Regions from separate parts of the Mus musculus genome. Here region 1 is linked to region 2. Evidence: chromatin contacts called from public HiChIP or PLAC-seq data. All regions are on one chromosome and are shown on one strand. The core of a region is the stretch at or near the end of the contact, and the rest is flanking DNA. Distances in the headings are between cores, read along the strand shown.

Region 1 (2,700 bases), core at 168-2,667, 180 kb before region 2:
AGGGAAGAAATTTGAGAAGTGACATGTACTCAGAGCCTAACAACCACCAGTGTCCTGTGCTTTGGGTTCCTGTGGCAGTCCACAGCTCACGTGGCAACTGTTAGCCAGTGATAGGACGCCAGGTGTCTCACAAAGCAGCTCAATGGTCAGCTTACTTTATCTATCCAAACATACAACAAGGTTGCATACGGAACATTTTCTAAGTCACTTCCTTTCCTTCCTTTGAGACAGGGTCTCACTGTGCAGTCCCGGAGAGCCTGAAACTTACTATGTAGATCAGCCTGGCCTAATCTCACAGGGAACCATTTGCCTTTGCCTCAGGGATGCTGAGATTAGGGTGTGGGGCACAACAGCCCACAAATGACATGGTTTTATGATGCTTAATCATTCTCTTGTGGCATTAAAAAAATCTTTTTATTAGTATATGCTAATTATTCATAATAATGGGCTCCATGTGACTTTTCATAATGTACTTATGTATTTTGACCACATCCCCCACCTCCAACCTCTCCTCTGCTAATTCTCCTCTTCCCAACCAAGCCCCCATTTCTGTTTTTCATTTTTTTTTTTCCTGGTGATTTAATTCGTTTAATTAGGGTCGCTTCCAGGAGCACAGATGAGGGGCTATTTACAGAAACGTGGACTCCTGACCAATGGCTACAGCACTGAAGAAAACGTCTTCAGCCCTCAGCAAATCTGAACCTCGTCAGGAAAGTGTGGGGGCCTAAGGAGCTCCCCCCCCCACTGCCCCCAAGCTTCATGGTTTTTGTGGGTTTGTTAGCTTGCAAATGTCTTTCTGTGAAAGTGTGAATCTGACTGGAGTTCCCGGGATGTATCCTGTTTCCAGACAGCACATTTTGCTGTTACTACGAAATATATAATGAACCACCCAGTGCCAGCTTTATAGTTACCAATTTAGTCAGCTCAAATGACTATATTAGTCTTTAACAATGAAACTTAATTCGTATCAGGTGAACAAGGGACTTCATCTGGGATCTGTTAGGACTCCCTGTTTATGAGTTTATTTCAACAGGGAAAGGAAAAGACATGTTAACCACAGCTCTGATTCAGAATTCAGCCGCTCTGTGGCCATTTGGATCTGGTCCATGGATCAATTATGACGCATCTCCCTCCCACGTCTTGCTGCCCCAGTTTGAAATAAGTACAATGTGTGTTTTTTTTTTTTTTTTTTTTTTTGTCAGCCCACCTATTAAATCTGCCTGGGCGGTGCCCAGACATTTTGGTCTGTCTTTTGCACACTGGACGTGCACGTTTCCCCTCAACCACTGTGTCTTCTTGTGAGGACTTACACGTAGAACCTTTGACTGTGAATAGTTAAGTCGTTGACTGGCGCCTCCCGGCCCTGGGAGGATACTATGCATTCTCACAGCCCATCTGGATGGTCTGAATTTGGGAGGTTGGGTTTGACTGTGAGTCATGAAAGTGGACTGCTACTCCCAAGGTGTCACTCAGTCTGCTGGTGCCAGTGGTGGCGACGGTGCTGGAGTGTTTTCCAGAAAGGTCTTTGCTTTTTTTGTCCAATGTGAAGAGCTGATGTGTTTGCCCTGGAGCATCCCCTTGCATCCTTGCATCCCCTGAAGCATCTCTGTAACCTCACGTGACGTTTCCACTATGATTCCTTTATTCATAGACTGACTGAACAGACATTTTAGAAAGAACACTTGTTTTATTTTGTTTTGTTTGAGACAGGGTTTCTCTGTGTAGCCATGGCTGTCCTGGAACTCACTCTATAGACTCGGCTGGCCCACAGCTCAGAGATCTCTGCTTCCTAAGTGTTGGGATTAAAAGGATGCACCACTACTCATGCATGCTTCATGTTCATTTCTAAAAAGCATTTATTTATTTATTATTTGTGCATGATGGGGGAGGGCATGCTTTGGTGCCAGAGTGTGTGTTTAAGAAAGAGGACAGTGGAAGTTGGTTCTTTCCTCCCATTATGTGGATTCTGGGAATTATTCTGGTCATTGGGCTTGTCCTCAGGGGCCCTTACCTGCTGAGCTACCTTGTCAGCCCCAAGATGAACATTTTATAAGCTATAGGACATGTTTTGGAAAGATGATATGTGTCAACTTACACACATACCAAAAATTAAAAGTCAAAGATGAGGTTTACACTCAGCCTCATCCACTGCCCTTCATGTTTAATATACAAAGGCATCACTGGGCTTCTCGGAGGAGTACGAACACAAGCCAGACACAGGTCCCACCTCACTTCTCACTATTAATATGACTTAAAATACAGTGTTTTTATATACATGTGGTAGAGAAACAGGCATAATAACCACAAATGCAGCAAACTGTTAACTGACAGCAGGGGTCTTTGTATTATTCTTTTGAATTTTCAGGATGATAGGTACTATCGTAAATGAAAGGAGTTTGAGTGTTTGCTTTGAAAACAAGTAACTCATCTATCTAAGGGCCTAAGGTGATGTCAGGGTCCCTCCGATTGTGGGGATGCCACCTGCATACTTTCGCCTCTGTACTGTTTCTGAAATCACGCTGTGACTTTAGGTGGCTCTTGGCAAATGTGTAAATACAGAGTGCTTACTTTTTCTTTTTCAGGCTACGTCTCTTCGAGCTAGGGCATATGTAGTACACATGAGGGCACAAGCAGGAGATCGGTCGACCACTGAGTTCAGACCTCACCTCAGCAGCCGGAAGCTTTGGCCCAGCCTGACCT
Region 2 (2,700 bases), core at 7-2,506:
TCAGTGAGGAAGGAGCTCTTATAAAATGAGTAGGTTTGGGATCTAATCTGTAAAATGGTTATTTTAGAACCGATTCTATCAGGTACATCTGTGGCCATGTAGAACCCAGGGTGAGGGAAGAAGCACAATAGAAGGCTGTGTTTTAAAACCAAGAATCCATGTCTTCATACTTAGTCATGGAACATCGGTACTTTGCTATATGGATTCTCACAAGGTAAATAAATTAATCAGTCACTCCACATTAATAGGGACCTACAGTCACAATAACTAATTTGTAAGACCTGAGGTAATGCAAACACCATGATAAGGCCTGATGGTGTTTTGCAAATAGGTTCTGATTTGCAAAACTAACCAACACAATAGCAATCTTTCCACATAAAATATTCATATCAGAAATGTTGACTGAAGTGATGGAAAGTCATTCATTTAAAACTAATAAATAAACACGCTTGCCTCCCGTATAATCCTGCCTCGTCACACCCAATTTAACAGTGTTCCTTCTCATTATTCTTGCTCATCAGCAGAAATGGCTGAGGATAAAATTCAGCTCCCAATTTCCTTGACAGATAAGGAGAGATGTATATATATATTTCCACATGAACAGTCAAGATAGGAATAGCATTTCAAACAGAAGGAACAGCATGGACAAACATGAATGTCATGAAGACCAAGGACCAGGAAGTTGGCCAATAGCCACTTGCTCTAGTGAAGCATATGAGAGGCCCGTTACTGTGGCTAACATCACTGCCACTGCAGAGCCAGGCATTCTAACTTTAAATAAGGGCCAGATAAGTATCCTAGAGAGATGGACCACAGGTAAAGTTCCCCAGAAAGACATAAACTGGTTTAGTGAAGGTGTCAACATAGTAAGCACATACAAGTTGCACATAATTTAAATCAATCACAGTGCTATTTGGATAGTGTTTAATAAGCCCTCGTTAGTGAGCAAGCTAGTATCAAAAATATGACAACTTTAAGATTTGCTCTATGACACACATACTCATAATCAATTTTTTTGTCCTGAAGCTAGGTTGTCTCCTATTCCCTCTTTCAGAGACACAAACTTAACTAATATGTGACCAAGAGGCAGAAGCCAGGCAAAGTTTACCCGCTTTCTGCTTGTTTCCAGAGCCTATGGTTTTCCTAATGATTGCAGAGATCATAATAATGCAGTGATTCAGGGACATGACTAATGTGTTTTACCCTGATAGAATGCCACTCTTGTCTACACCCTACGAGCTGCAAGTAGTCACTAACCCCTGATTTGTCATCTTTATGGAGCTAAATATAAATGTAGCCACTAACTGAAAGACATGAGTCATAGTGGAGTCAGTTACAAACTTTGTCCAGCACCAAGGCTATCGTGATGAACAGGGACTCTTACTTCTGTTGGTGGCCATAAGTCGTGATGTCTAAAATGCAGAAATAGGAAGAACATTTTTATTCTAACACACATACCTATAATAATGTCAGAAGGAAAAGCAGGAAATTATGGTAGGGTAAATTGGTTTTGAAAAATATAAGTATTATTTTCCTTCCAAGGTCTTATCATGAGAACATCCCACTTTTCAAATCTCTGAAGTCCCTTCACCCTCTTTAATTGTGCCTCCTTGTTTTCCTCTCCTGCTTCACCCGGAGTCACGGTTACAGAAGAGCCAACACTATCTCCTTTCTGAACAATATGATCATTTCTGATTTCCAAGAGTAAAGCGACCTCAAATTCAAACTGCCTGTGATGAAGGAGAGGCGTGGAGGCACCGTCCGTGAGAGGCAGGTATGAGGGACAGCATTAAAGGACCAGGACCGCGCCTGGCAGACGGAGGCAGCTTCCCTTCTACCATCAAGGGCTCTTACACTCTGAGGGTGGCACGCTGGTCAGGAAAGGACAGACTGTTCACATGGAACAAAAATGGAGGGATCTGTAATCATTTGAAAATAATCTCCTATCTTATACTTAAAGAAATGAGAGTAAAAAACAGTAATAAGACAACATTTGACTTTCCCGTCAAGGAAACAAGCTGAGCTGTGGGGAATGCTCAGTCTTGCACTGGATGGAGGGCGCAGCTCAGCATTTCTCATCATTCAGAGTGAAAAGCCTAGAGCCTAGTAATTTACCTCTAGGAGGATAACGGCAGGTGCATTTGCTCCCTCGGCCCAGGGATGTGGTGTTTGCAGGGACAGATCCCCCGGGTACCTGAGCATCCTTTAATTCATAGAGCAGATCCCCTGGGTACCTGAGCATCCTTTAATTCATAGAGGAACACTAAAATCTCTCAGAGGTTGCCAGCGAGCCAGAGGTGGGAGTGGAAACAGTAAATCATTTCACTCTGATATTTTTGGGCTTTTGTGGTGTGTGTGTGTGTGTGTGTGTGTGTGTGTGTGTGTTTACAAAGAATCCTTATGAAGTAAATAAATTAGCTAAAGCCAAATTGTATTTTAAATTAAAATGCTTTTGGAGTTTGGGGGAGAAAAACCAAGAGAAGCAAGCATGAAATTTTCCATTTCTGTCCCAGAGCGGCAGTATCAAGGGCTGTGGGGCTAAAGAGACAAATACACTTAGGATCCTATGCTGGCTTTGTTGAGCTCTCTCTTGTGCCATGTCACCCTTAAAGAGAAGGAACCAAGCCATCTGTGTCCAGCAGGACACTAGGCTCTAGAGCAATGGTTCTCAAACTTCCTAATGCTGTAGCCTTTTAATAC

What was found. HiChIP or PLAC-seq counts read pairs in DNA pulled down with a chosen protein or histone mark.
Region 1: an H3K27ac HiChIP or PLAC-seq map of a colorectal cancer cell line shows a contact between it and region 2, with 9 times the contacts expected there. The contact joins two enhancer-like sites. A contact is called at or near these places in 5 of 484 Hi-C or Micro-C datasets (the MC38 cell line, cerebral cortex, cortical neurons and 2 more) and 3 of 115 datasets of contacts at active chromatin or transcription factors (a colorectal cancer cell line, embryonic basal ganglia and pancreatic cancer cells).

The regions. Positions count from the first base shown.
Region 1 is chr3:34,511,373-34,514,072 of GRCm38.p6, reverse strand. No RefSeq gene overlaps it. Among named protein-coding and RNA genes, the nearest start is that of Sox2ot, 48 kb to the left of the region's middle. Within about 2 kb of position 1,417, at least 23 of the 459 cell types and tissues checked have an H3K27ac peak or open chromatin away from gene starts, as enhancers often do. A contact at or near this core is called in a colorectal cancer cell line and pancreatic cancer cells, where this site is marked.
Region 2 is chr3:34,332,312-34,335,011 of GRCm38.p6, reverse strand. It overlaps Gm38505 (predicted gene, 38505), which reads left to right. Exons shown (of 5, transcript NR_166363.1): 2 at 1,651-1,774. Among named protein-coding and RNA genes, the nearest start is that of Gm38505, 18 kb to the left of the region's middle. Within about 2 kb of position 1,256, at least 34 of the 459 cell types and tissues checked have an H3K27ac peak or open chromatin away from gene starts, as enhancers often do. A contact at or near this core is called in a colorectal cancer cell line and pancreatic cancer cells, where this site is marked.